Linked DNA regions of Mus musculus: region 1 is linked to region 2. The links are chromatin contacts, called in public HiChIP or PLAC-seq maps. All regions are on one chromosome and are shown on one strand. The core of a region is the stretch at or near the end of the contact, and the rest is flanking DNA. Distances in the headings are between cores, read along the strand shown.

Region 1 (7,046 bases), core at 4,543-7,042, 280 kb after region 2:
GGAACAAAACACCCATGGAAGGAGTTACAGAGACAAAGTTTGGAGCTGAGATGAAAGGATGGACCATGTAGAGACTGCCATATCCAGGGATCCACCCCATAATCAGCATCCAAACGCTGACACCATTGCATACACTAGCAAGATTTTATTGAAAGGACCCAGATGTAGCTGTCTCTTGTGAGACTATGCCAGGGCCTAGCAAACACAGAAGTGGATGCTCACAGTCAGCTAATGGATGGATCATAGGGCTCCTGTAGTGGCTATTCCTGGTCATCAATATAGTGCACCAATGTGATATTTTGTGGAAGATCCAAACGATCAAGATCCCTTCTAACTAAATTATGACACAGGGCAGGAGAGTTAATATATCCTTGAGGCAAAACTGTGAAGGTATACTGTTGGCCTTGCCAACTGAAAGCAAATTGCTTCTGGTGGTCCTTATGGACAGGTACTGAGAAGAAGGCATTTGCCAGATCAATAGCCGCATACCAGGTGCCAGGAGATGTGTTAATTTGCTCAAGTAAGGAAACTACATCTGGTACAGCAGCTGCAATTGGAGTTACTACCTGATTTAGTTTTCGGTAATCAACTGTCATTCTCCATGATCCATCTGTTTTCTGCACTGGCCAGATAGGAGAGTTAAATGGAGATGTGGTGGGAACCACCACCCCTGCATCTTTCAAGTCCTTGATAGTGGCAGTAATTTCTGCAATGCCTCCAGGAATACGATACTGTTTTTGATTCACTATTTTCTTTGGCAGAGGCAACTCTAAAGGCTTCCATTTGGCCTTTCCAACCATAATAGCCCTCACTCTACAGTTCAGGGAACCAATATGAGAATTCTGCCAATTTCTGAGTATATCTATCCCAATTATACATTCTGGAACTGGGGAAATCACCACAGGATGTGTCCAGGGACTTACTGGACCTAGTGTGAGTCGGACATCAGTCAAAACTCCATTAATCACCTGCCCTCCATAAGCCCCTACTTTAACTGGAGGGCCACAATGTTTCTTGGGATCCCCTGGGATCAGTGTCAACTCAGAACCAGTATCCAGCAGACCCCGAAAAGTCTGATTATTTCCTTTTCCCCAGTGTACAGTTACCCTTGTAAAAGGCCGTAGGTCCCTCTGGGGAAGAACTGGAGGAGCTAGAGAAAGTAGCCAAGGAGCTAAAGGGATCTGCAACCCTATAGGTGGAACAACATTATGAACTAACCAGTACCCCGGAGCTCTTGACTCTAGCTGCATATATATCAAAAGATGGCCTAGTCGGCCATCACTGGAAAGAGAGGCCCATTGGACTTGCAAACTTTATATGCCCTAGTACAGGGGAGCACCAGGGCCAAAAAAGGGGGAGTGGGTGGGCAGGGGAGTGGGGGTGGGTGGATATGGGGGACTTTTGGTATAGCATTGGAAATGTAAATGAGTTAAATACCTAATAAAAAATGGAAAAATAAATAAATAAATAAATAAATCTTCAAATGATGGATCACAGGGCTCCCAATGGAGGAGCTAGAGAAAGTACCCAAGGAACTAAAGGGATCTGCAACCCTATAGGTGGAACAACATTATGAACTAACCAGTACCCCGGAGCTCTTGACTCTAGCTGCATACGTATCAAAAGATGGCCTAGTCGGCCATCACTGGAAAGAGAGGCCCATTGGACACGCAAACTTTATATGCCCCAGTACAGGGGAACGCCAGGGCCAAATAGGGGGAGTGGGTGGGTACGGGAGTGGGGGTGGGTGGGTATGGGGGACTTTTGGTATAGCATTGGAAATGTAAATGAGCTAAATACCTAATAAAAATGGAAAAAAATAGCTGATAGAAGATAATAATAACAGAAATATAGTTGCAGGGAAATAGTGTCTTCCACTTTAGCAGGACAGCTACTAGAAGGAGTAGAGCTAATAACGTGAAATTGGGGACAAAAGGTGTTGTCCCACTTGTACAGGACCACATTGACATTGGTCTTTGCTTTCACAAAGCTGCCATCTACACATCACCACAGACTCTTTTGCAGATGGTGCATGCCTCATGCATATTTCCACTTCAGGAACCCAACAGAAATTGTCTGTCATTATAAAAAAAAAAGTCACATAAATTTCCAGCACAGAAACACTGGAAATACCAAGTTAGGATGCCAGGTTAGGTGTCTGCTGAGGTCCAAAGATCCAGTCCCTGACTACAGCCTTCTTGCTGTGTTCCCATGGCAGAAGGAATACATGAGCTCTCAGGGTCTCGTCTAAGGATAGAACCTCATTCATGAGTACTCCTTACATACTTGTGACTTGATAATCTGCCAGAGGCTCTTAATTACATTACCCTGTGGTCCTAGTTACCATACACAGGTTTCAGGAGGACATAAACGTCCACTCTACAGCACAGAGGATCTGGTATTTCAGCGGCTCAATCTCAAAAGTGAGAAAGAAATTGGAGTGTCTGAGTCTTTGGAGAGGGCTGGCTTAGGGACGAATGCTGACGATGTAGAAGCAGCAGATGGGTCCCTGGTCAGGGTTTAGGCTGGGAAGATTGTTCCATGTTTATTCCTAAAAAATACACTTCTAGAAACCTATGTGAGGGCTGGCAACACAACTCAGAGGTGGGAAAAAAAGCATTGACCACATAAACCTAAGGACCTGAGAGTGAATCCCAGAGCTCATACAAAGATAAAAAGAGAGAACTAACTTGGGGCTGGGGAGATGGCTCAGCAGTTAAGATCACTGACTGCTCTTCCAAAGGTCCTGAGTTCAATTCCCAGCAACCACATGGTGGTGTATATCCATCTGCAATGGAATTCGATGTACTTTTCTGATGTGTCTGAAGAGAGTGACAACATATTCACGTATATAAAATAATAAATCATTGAAAGAACCAACTCCACAAGTTGTCCTGATCTTCACACGTGTACCATAAAATGTATGTGCCCACACATTCATCATACACTATACACACAGTAAACATTAATAATTGTGCCAAAAACTTTAAAAATGTTATATGAACGTCATATTTTAGCACATTGAATCTTTAAAAAATTGTACCTCAGATAACTAACATTAGTGTAGCAGTCTCATTGCAGGTTATTTTAGAGTAATGCACATATTGGCCAATATGATGTGAGTAGTATAATACCTATTGTTCATATGAGAAAAGTAAAGCTCTCAGAAGATGAATGGAGGAGTGACATGCCAGCATGAGAGGAGTCTACAGAAGAGCCTGAGTACCGCTGTTTGTGGTCCAGAGAGGAAGGGGCTATCAACATGAGAGATGAATAGCAGAGCTAGTTGGCACCCAACGGCTGCAGAAGCTCAGAGAAGAGACATAGGACCAAGGTAGATGTGAAAGGCAACCTGAGCAATGTAGGTGTTCCCTGAAAAGCTGTATGAGATCTGTACTGTGACTAGCTTAGGAACAGAAAAGCCCTCAGCAGTTTTGTGCTGTCTTTCTTGGTCTCACCTAAGGTGTAAACCACCCCTTTGTCTTGTATCCTGTCTGAATATGTCGCCCACTCATGTGTTGCTTCATCACTGTCTCTGTCTCAAATCTACTGTCACTGCAGCTCTGTGTTCAGATAATTCTTCATAGAAGATCATTGCTACCACAGTGCTTGTGTTTTCTGGCTACCTCTATCTTACTATGGAGTGGCATTGCCATCTCATACCATCACAGGAAGAACAGTGCGCGTAATATTTTAAGGGTAAAACAGCCAGTTTGTGTTACTTTTACTGTAGCATGCAGTTAAACATTGATGTTAACCTGTTATTGTGTTTAGTTTATAGGCTAAGTTTATCCACATTCATGTACAGAAATACAGTATGCATAAGGCTTGGTGCTATTCCACTGGAGACTTGTCATGTATTTCCCATGGATAAGGGTTTACTAGTACTACTGAAGGACAGCACGGTACAAAGATGCATACTTAACACTCTCACCAGACTTAATATATTTATACATACACACAGTCCAAAAGGAGAACATGGAAGCCATCATTTAACCAAAGCCTCCTTAGTAAATGTGTTTTCCATATATGTACAACTTTCAGCCAAGTAAAGCTTAAGTACCAAAATATTTTTAGTTAAAGCTGTTTTATATGGAAATATTTCTACAATGAGATAATCCCTATAAAGCATGGAACACAAGTCCTGGCACATAAAGTTCAATAAGTGTTAGTAATTTTTAATGTTAATTAAGTGTATTATGTAAGTGCCTGCCTTAGGAATCAGAGTAAACAGAGTATAATTACTTCTCTTGATGGCCCAAGGTCATCATAAATATTAATTACTTAATGAGGCTATGAGCACAAGGACATCTTGGAAGTTACCAGGAATTCTGGGGTTGCTGGCCCCTGCACAAAGCAGCTCCAATGTGAGGGATAGCTAATGGTGGGGCTGGCAGTCAGCTAACGACTACTCATTCTATCAAGCTCTCAGTTCTTATGGCTGTCAATGTGCCTACACTGGCTATTTCTCACCTCACAATTTCCTACCACTAAGCATCTTTGAACTGAGACATTAAGCCAATTAAATATTGGAAATACATACAAACAAGGACTGGTCTATTTAACCCACCTCAACCCATTTCCTGATTCTTCAGAAACCCTGAAGTTTCCAGAGTGAGGTCTGTGAGTCTATCCAGGTGCGATGCTGCCTACCTATAATAACAACAATCAAGAGGCTGTGGCAGGAGGATTGAAAGCTTGAGGCCATCCTGAGCTACATAGTGATACTCTGTCTCAAAAAATAAAATATAGGAACAGACAAGAGGCCCACTTGCCCTTGGAACTTTCCCATGCCTTCAGTTTGGATCCCAGGACATCCTAACTAAGAAGATCTCCCAAATCAAATGGGTAGTACCTTAGTTGGGGTTTCTACTGTCAGGAAGAGGCACCACGGACATAGCAACTCTTATAAAGAAAAATATTTAGTTAGGGATGGCTTACATTTCATAGGTTTGGCCCATTATCATCATGGTAGGAAGCACGGTGGCATGCAGGCAGACATGGCGCTGGAGAGGTAGCTGAGATTTCTACATCTGGATTAGCAGGCATCAAGAAGAGAAAGAGAGCAACTAGGCCTGGCTTGAGCATCTGAAATCTCAAAGCCCACACCACAGAGACAAACTTCCTCCAAAAAGGCCACACCCCCCTAATAGCCTATGGGGGCTGTTTTCATTCAGACTGTCACAGGTAGGAAGAAACTGCACAGCTTAAAATATGTGTTGATTGTTAGCCAACTGTCCTGGTAGTGGAGGTAGGTGCAGCCTGGAACATGTGCAGACTGAATGTTTCTGGGCAGGTATGACTTCAAGACTAGAAATACTTTCTTAAGTAAATAGTTTGCTCAAATGTCCACATGTCTTTTCCTTTGTCCCTATCCTTTAGAATGCAGAGTTGACATTTAATCAAGATTCTAGAGAAATTAAAGCCCCCTACTTCAGTGCTGGACTTGTGGTAGATGCTTGCCTAGCCTATCCTTTTCTCTTATTCTTCCAGCCACATCCTTTAAATCTCAGCTTCTGAGAGAAGACTTATGCATTTGATTCTTCTGACATCACACGGGTGCAGGCAGGAAGGAGGAAGGGCCGTGGTGGCTGCCAGTGGAGAACAGGCCCATTATCGACAGTAGGAGTGTCATGGGGCCTGGTCATTTCTGTTCCTCCTGAGAATGTTATTTTAAAGAAAAGTCTTCCTCATGACTGAAGGAGATTTTCACACGTAAGACATAGACCAGCAGCCGGTGTATCAGTGACATGTCATGCTGTCACTCTACACATAGGTTCACAGATTGTTCACAGATTGTGGATGTGGTAGAAGAGACTGTTGGTGGGTGGTAGGTGTGAGAGAATTGCAGTCTCTTGTTTCCACCAGAGTCCCTATTTCTATTTTTCTTCCCCAGTACTGAATGACTCATTCCCACTATTTCATTTCCTCTTTGTTAAAGTTTATGTTTTTTCCTGTTGAACTTGTCTAATAGGGTGCAGCACTCCTAGAGAAGTCTATTTTCTAGTGTCACCTTGTGTCCAGAACATCTTAAGTAGGACACAAGTGGAAGATAGTGCTGAGGATAACCTGTGGTGGCTTCTACTTAACCGATTTCATATGAGATAATGATGAAAGACTAACTCTGAGAAAGGCGCTATACTGTGTACAGCAAATTTCCTTTAAACATATGTTCATGTGTGATGCTTATTTTATTTGAAAAATTTTATAATAGTTTTAAAAATAATTTTAAATTAATTTAATAGTTATGTTACATATTATATATAAATAAAATTTTAAAATAAAAAATTTAAAGTAAAAATTAAATTTAAAAACTTTTCATGGTCTTTAATTTTAAAAAGAAAAATTGTTTCCAGGTGATTGAATCTTTGAAGCACATTTTCAATAGCTTAGTCTCAATGTGATCAGTACTCTAGCTGAAGGACAGACTGTGCAAAGTTGCCCAACTACATGTATTTTACATGACTGTCCACCCACACAAAAGGGAATATTCTGATCTACAGTTCAGGTGCTAATTAAAGCATCTAGGTAGAGCCTTTTGCCATCTCAAATAAATTTCACCTACCTTCTTAGGGAGGCGAGATGAGCATTCTTATCCCTCTTTTGGGCCAGGCCTATGTACTTTTATTCTCAATACAATTTCCCAGTATCACTATATCCATAATTTAGTTAATGTACTTACATTTAATTTTCTGATAATGAACAAAATTAGAGTAGATCAAGATGACTAGATGGAAGAAATATGCATTGCACTTGACAACAGTTTTCAAAAGCGGACTCTGTAAACTGTGAATGTGTGCATCTGAAAGATGCTCTCTTAATTTGCTGTTACAAAATTAATTGCTGGGCACACTCCAGAGAACTAAATTTTTTTAATTTAATGTTTGCTAGTACAAATTTCATGAAATAACAAATTGAAAAGGTGGTTTTCTTATATAATGGGCTCCCTGTGAGCTAGATGGTCAAGAAGTAATACTGAGCAGCCACAACAAGGTAGTTGAGTTAAACTACACTCAATGCAATGTTTCATTTCCTCTTTGTTAAAG
Region 2 (7,372 bases), core at 3,155-5,654:
TTAGCCTCCGGTAGACTCTTCAGACAAGGGCAAAAAAGCAGCCACATTCTTCACCAAAATATTATGGCTACATATTAAAATTCTTCTCTGAAACCTCTAGAGCCAGGCTTCCACAGTTCAAATCACCTTCACCAACCACCAAATGCAGGGCGAGATCTGCCTTTCCAGGCTCCAGTGACCGCGCAGTGCATGAGAGACTAAACCCATCCATTATTAATCTCTCTCCTCATCAGAAATGAAAATAATCACAGATTATGATTTGTTTAATAACCATTATAAAAGAATTGAATGGCACAAGCCTGTCTGAGTCTCTAACGAACAGATGTGATGATAAACCGGAATCTCCAGTATCTTCTGAATGGAAGGGGTGAAGGCACTTTCACCATTATGGAATCTAAGGGGAAACAGTCCTAGGAAGGAACTCCTATCTGTGCAGAGTGAGCTCCCCTTATGAGATGCACCTTCTCACAACTTCCCGTCCGCTTTTTTCTCATCTTCAGTTAACAGTGGCTCACAGGATGCAAGTACATTATCACCAAAGCTGGCATCTGCAGTGCTTTCCTTTCAAATACTGTTTGGTAAAAAGGTCTTAGTGTGTGTACAAGTAGTGTCTGAGCTCTCTCCTTTGTCCTCATTCTGTGTGCGGTGTGATGGTGACAGTGGAAGAAGACTCAAAGGATGTACAGTGCATGAGGCTTGCAGACCACACTGCTTCCTTTCCTCTGAGCACTGAGTTTCTCCACTTCTCCATTGCCCACTTCCTGTCTGTGATGCTCACGTTCTTCTTTAAAAGCTGTGTGGTAGAGGGGTATAATGTGTCTGTGGTTGGGTGTGGAACGATAGGAAACAACAGATGGTCAGCTGGGGCAGTGGGAAAGCTTGATTCAGTACATCCCAGGCACCCCAGGCTCTACCTTTTGTAGATCACAACCCGACATTAACCTTACCTTGCCATCACTGCCTCGCTCACCTTGAATATAATTTTGCCTATGGGACTAGTACAATGTACCAGAGTTTGATGGTTTTATGCTCATTTGGAACATATGGAAAGAAAAAAAGTATGGTCAAAATAGAACGTGGTAGCCCATTTCTGTAATTCCAAGACTCAAGATGCAGATACAAGAGAGCTGCTGCAAGATCTACTCTAGACTAAACTACACAGCTACTTCTGATCTAGCCCAGTACACACCGGGCAAGACCCTAGCTCAAATAACCAAAGCTAACCAAATAACATTGCCAAGGGAAACAGGTTCATTTATGAATGAAAAAATACAATGGAAATTGCTAGGAGATGAAGCTGTTAAGAGTAAAACACTTGATTTATAAAACATGCAACCATCTGGTTTTGGATTGTATGCTTTAAGCAATGGTCACTGAATAAAAATAATCTCTTTGCTCTCATTTTATCTTAAAAAAAAACAAACAAACCTGCCATCTACCTGAAGATTTTACATAGTTGTCACTGAAAATGAAAGATATCAACATTTCCTCATTTGAACCACTGTTTTATGTGAATATCTCTGAAAATACATATATTTATAGGTTTGATGACACAAAGTATATTGTAGAAAATTATGAAATATCAGAAGATATTCACAGAAAATGAAAAAGAATGACCCAGAACCCATGCTGGCACTCTACTTCTTTGCATCCCGTGACTGATCTGCATCTCCACCCTTTGTAGTTAAACTCTGAAGGGCTTCTGCTATGGTATCCTTAGGACTTCACTCAGAGCCTGCTTTCTTAGAATGAAGAAAGCCACAACTACTGGAAACAAGACCATTACAGGCATAGATTATTCTAGTAAGATGCAATGGTAGTCTCAGGGAAAACGGAGTTATGAAGGCTGATTGATTGTCCAGCACTGTATCTGCAGCTATCTGGGGTTTATATCTGCTTTTATCTTTATGCTTATAACTTCATGCCACCCACCCTTTGAGCTGTTCTTTCTAGTCTGATCCCTGCATAGACATCAAAGAGTAAAGTCTGCTACATATATATCCTCATAGAAATTTTCTGCCTAAGGCCCTCAGCTATTGAAGCAAAAGATCAACTCCTTACCCTACATACCTTCTTCTGTCCTTCCACATTACTTTTTGGTTTTCTGAATGTTGTCTTCCTGTAGCCCCTTACTAATTATTCATTCTCATCCATCTTTCAAAGTTATACTCAAATGTCACTTTCTGAAGAACTTTTTTTTTTTTTTTGCTGTTCTAACTAGGCCAGATACCCTATCCATAGTGAGGAACTTTTCTTTCTAGAATATGATTAAGCTTTCTAAATGTGTGTGTGTGTGTGTGTGTGTGTGTGTGTGTGTGTACACAAATGGTTAACTCCTGAAAGTCTAGTTTTCCTGAAATTGCATCTCCAGGCCTAGTCTTGTAGAAGCCAGGTCTAACAAACATTTTTAGGTGTCTACAATGCACTAGGCATTATTGAAATTGTTCTCCCTCGTTTTGATTAACATATTAGGACTTGCGGAATACCACTCAATTTATTCACAGTATCTCATAAGCAATATAAACCCCAAGCTTCTAGGACGGCACTAGAGGAATGACTTATGAAAGTCTTTGGAATGAACAATTCTGTCAAATAAACATACTGTTTGCAAAACCGATATCGATTGCCTGAGTTTATTCTTTTCCATTTATGTGCCTTTCGTGTCTACATGCTGAAGTATCACATTCAGTAGAGAGCTAGACATCCAATAAAATCTCAGTAAAGCCTTCCACATATCACAAACAGTATAATCAATATTCTGCATAGAAAGCAACTGAGACCCAGAAAAGTGTTTTGCTGAGGATTGATAAGAGCTGCTAAGACAGCAGCCAGGTGCCCCCCCCGCCCCCCTTTTCTATCAGCGCCCTTGCCTAGACTACCAGACCAGACCTGGGAGGCCTACCTGTGAGTATGAGATTCATGCAGCACATGATGCCCTCTGGAGTTCAGACTCTGAGGAGCCAGGAGACTTCCCACTGCCCCCTCTTTGAGGCTCCGAAGCACCTGAAGGTGACAAAGGTGCAGGTGGAGGAGAACCGGGAGAGCAGGGATGTTGCAAGTGCAACTGCTGCAGCGCTACTGTGCCGGGTTCCCACTACTGTCCTGCGGTGGCCAACCCAGTGCCAGGCGTCCCTAGTCCCCACTGGCCAAGACCAGATCTAAAGCCTTGTAACCTCCTCCCGGCCTGCTCCCTCACTCCCAGCCGGAAGAAAAGGCTCGCCAGGAGGGGGAGCGCGCAGGCCTGAAGGGGGCCGCTTCCTACGCGCTAGGGACTGGAGAGGCTGGTGGCACGCAGACAGTGACAGCCTGAGAGCTGGGAGGGGAGGCCGCGATGAATGATTATATCACCAATAATAACAATAGCGGGGGGGGGGGGGGGGCAGGGGGAAAAAGAATCCCCTTGCCTTGGCTCACAACCAGGCCGTCTATGTTTTCCACGCCCCTTACCCCGTGGAGGGAGGACAAAGCCTGCTACTCCTCTTGACCTCACTGGCCGAGAAGCGAGGGTGCAAAGAGAGGATGGCCACTGCAGGCCGGGTGCCTGGGATCCGCTAGCGCAGCGTGGAGACCCGCTCCTGAAGAGAGTACAGGGATACCCACGGATGCACCCCCCTCAGGCCGAGCTTTCTTCTGGTGATTTCTATCCCTTACATCTCTCCTCAGAGACTCAGCTCGACCCAGATCCTTCCAGGGGCGCGGCGGGGTGGGGGTGGGGGTGGGGGTTGTCCTGCAACGAGGCAGTGACGGCGCTACGGAGAGGCGGAGCGCACCGCAGTGCCTGGGCTAGGCCCTCCGCTGGGGAATACCTCTGTTCCTGTTGGGTCCCGGAACTCTGGTGCTGGAAGGCAACACCAGATCTGCATCCTCAAGTCTCCTACCCAAGGCCCAGAATCTTTCGTCCCATTGAGCGCACAAGAATAGCACCGAGTGACTGGGTATCATTGATAACACCTAGCCTCCCTTTCAGCGTTTACTATATACCTGCCATTTGCGGTGGATACCTTGAACAAAATATAAGTTGGGAAATCTTTGCTGTGACTCCAGACATGCTAGTTGCGCAACTGTAGTATTTAAGGTTGCCAGAAAGCCGTGCTCCAAAGTTGAAAAAAGAAGTAGAAAGGAAGGTAGGGGGGGAGAAAGGAGGAGGGAGAGTGAGGGACGGAGGGAAGGGACGAAAGTAGTTGGGGGTGAACTCCTGGCAGGATTTCCGCTAGTCCTATGGCGGACTACATATCCCAGGAAGCTAAGGGGCCCGGGACGCGTTTTCCACTCTGACCCACTCATCCACTAGCAGAAGACTTTACTAAGACTGGTCACAGCGCAGGCCAATCCTTCTCCTCTCACCTTGGCTAGAACTTGCGACGGATTCGTTCCCAAAGTGATGCTCTAGTGGCAAGAGTAACACAAGTTTGTCATTGTCCGGAGAAAGTGGAGCCTGCGGTTCTTAACCAGGTTCAGCAGAACGTGTGGCATCCTTCTCCTGGACATGCCACCGCTCGGGTTGTGACATTCTTGGGCACAGCATAGTCCCACGCGCGGACCCCGCACGTCAAGCGACACTTTAGGGACTTTGACTGCTGCTAGGACTGACCACCGTCCTCCTACCTACCCAGGCTAGCTCCGTCCACTTAGCACGTTTGCATTTATTCGTGGATCTTCCAAGACTCGGTCTTGTAAATGTTCAGCATTTCGCTGCTTTCCTGCCTTTTTCTGGGGACTGTGCCAGCACTTGCCCAGACCGGCGGAGAGAGGAGGCTGAGCCCAGAGAAGAGCGAAATATGGGGACCCGGGCTAAAAGCACACGTGGTCCTTCCTGCCCGCTATTTCTACATTCGGGCGGTGGATACCTCAGGGGAACAGTAAGTGGAGAAATGACTCCTCAACTATTTGAGATCGCGGTTTAAAATAACTCGAGGGGTTTTTGTTCCTGTTGTTTATTTTGGTTTTGTCCTTCATCTTTATATGCCCCGACTCGTCTTTACTGCTGTCCATTTACATTCCAGAATTCTCGAGTGCTGTCTACATCTGGTTATAATAGACTTTTCCTTCAAAATCAACTTTTCTCTGTGACTTAATAATTCTGAAATATGTATAGTGTAAATAATATTGCTAAAATAACAGCTCTCTTCTTGGCTGTTTAGATGGGAATTGAGGCTAAACAAATCTCCGTTATTTTTAAATGGGAAAACTAAACACTAGAAACTAAATGCATTCAAAATGCAGGAATATTCAGTCCAAAACACTTGTGTTACTAACATGATGACCAGTTATTTTGATTTCCCCCATAACTAAACATAATTTAGAGTACTGGTATATTTGTTAGACTTTTATTAGTAGTAATATTTTAATTACATGATGTGGGTAGGGTGTATACTCACACCCAAGTGCTGGAGGAAGCCAGAAGAGGGCCTTGAATCTCCTTGAGCTGAAACTGCAGATAGTTGTGAGCCTTAAGGACAATGGATACTAGGAACTGAACTAAGTCTTTTACATAATGGTAAATGCTCTAAACCATTCAGCTATCTCCCTAGCCCCACAGTACTGGATTGTATTTTAAGCCATTAAGAACAATTTTTCAAATAAGGTCATCCTTGAAGTAAACATGTTACAAATGACAAATTGCCAGCTGTGTTGGTTATGAATTAATAATAGTACACTGATAGTGCTCTGTTTGGTATGCTAAATAGATTGCTAGTCTTAAGTGTTATCTCCTGGCAACTATCTAATGAAATTATTTTATGTTATTATTGTTTTCTTTTTTATCTTTGTTCTATCATATTGGTTCTGGTCCTAAAAGCCTAAGAGAGTAATCGAACAACAATATCTTAAAATCAGGATAAAGCAGAAGGTCCAACCTTTACACATTAAAGAGAATAAGTAGCGTGCATTTGATCTTAAAAATAACCCTCATCTCTCATTGTTTTCCATAACAGGTTTACATCTTCTCCAGGTGAAAAGGTGTTCCAGGTTAAAATCTCAGCACCCGATGAGCAGTTCACGAGAGTTGGTGTCCAGGTTTTAGATCGAAAGGACGGTTCCTTCATAGTAAGATACAGAATGTATGCCAGCTACAGAAATCTGAAGATAGAGGTTAAACACCATGGGCAACATGTTGCCGAGTCTCCTTATGTTTTAAGAGGTATTTTGAAACAAAAATTTATGGTAGGATTTGTATACAAAAAGGCATGTCATTCCATCAATAAGAATTCTATCAAAAACTTAGCATACTTTTTTCACTAAATGGAAAAAAAAACTAGATGTTTTTCTAATTGAAAACTAAATTAGGCAACTTGGCAAAAGAGAGATATTGATTATTTACATGGGGATTATAATTCACTAAAGACCAAGAAACATTACTAGAAAAGTTGCTCCTTGAGGACACACCTGTGAGAATAATCAACTTAAAAAGCTAGAGAGAAAAAAAAAAAAAAAAAAAAAAAAGCTAGAGAGATGGCTCGGCAGTGAAAAGCACTTGCAAAGGACCAAGTCTGGATCCAGCCCCCATGTGAGGAGGCTCAGAGCCGCTTGGCGCTCCAGTTTCATGGAAGAGGATATCTATATTACACAGGCACCTGCATTCATGCGTGCATAAGCAGATACACACACACATAATGTAGAATAAGAAATGTTTAGCCACTAGGGAGGTTTTTAATTCATAATTTACAACAAGGTTTTAATAAACCATTTGGAACACAGCTTACAATAAGATATGACATATACATATGTGTATAAAATAATTTCATATGTATGTGCACATATGAAATTGAAACGGTCTCAAAAAAATCATACTTAATCATGATTACCATCTGTTGTACTACTTCAGACTTCTTATTTATTTTGTGTTCATGTTTGTGTAAATCTTAGGATTAAAAAAGAATTTCCAGGGCTGAAGCGATGGCTCAGTGATTAAGAACACTGGCTGCTTTTCCAAAGGACCTGAGTTTGGTTCCCAGCACCCACATTACAATTCAAGACTGACTGTAACTCCTGACTGAATAATCAAGTTAAATATGTAGTCATAGGTAATTCTTGAAGGAATGATCTACTTAAGTAACTTATACTCATCACTAAGATTGCCAGGTGGGGTGGCACATGCCTGTAATCCCAGTGCTCTGAGGAGGGTGAGAAGCAGGTTACCTCTAAGAGTTTGAGGCCAGCCTAGTCTTATGGTGTACATTCCAGGCCAGCCAGATGGCTTGGAGCAGAAAAAGGGATTAACTATTGCTTTAGTTGTCATTGTCATGCCACTATGACAAAGACATTCTCTGCTGTTTTCCCCCATAGGGATGAGAAGAGAATTTTATAATAAAAAAACAACACTTTCCCCTTTTTATGGGGATATAGGACCACAAGAAAATTACGAATTTTTTTT

Evidence for each region. HiChIP or PLAC-seq counts read pairs in DNA pulled down with a chosen protein or histone mark.
Region 1: a contact with region 2 is called in an H3K4me3 HiChIP or PLAC-seq map of bone marrow-derived macrophages, with 3 times the contacts expected there. The contact joins the enhancer-like site here to the promoter of Poglut2 in region 2. A contact is called at or near these places in 3 of 39 promoter capture datasets (the C10 cell line, the HPC-7 cell line and erythroid cells), 2 of 115 datasets of contacts at active chromatin or transcription factors (bone marrow-derived macrophages and large pre-B cells) and 3 of 9 other capture datasets (adipose tissue, liver and pancreatic islet).

The regions. Positions count from the first base shown.
Region 1 is chr1:43,842,392-43,849,437 of GRCm38.p6, reverse strand. No RefSeq gene overlaps it. Among named protein-coding and RNA genes, the nearest start is that of Uxs1, 18 kb to the right of the region's middle. Within about 2 kb of position 5,792, at least 21 of the 459 cell types and tissues checked have an H3K27ac peak or open chromatin away from gene starts, as enhancers often do. A contact at or near this core is called in bone marrow-derived macrophages, where this site is marked.
Region 2 is chr1:44,115,805-44,123,176 of GRCm38.p6, reverse strand. It overlaps Poglut2 (protein O-glucosyltransferase 2), which reads left to right and starts at 4,404. Exons shown (of 10, transcript NM_023645.3): 1 at 4,404-4,859; 2 at 5,934-6,139. The coding sequence starts at 4,678. Bivm (basic, immunoglobulin-like variable motif containing) reads right to left here and starts at 3,209. Exons shown (of 10, transcript NM_144558.4): 1 at 2,903-3,209.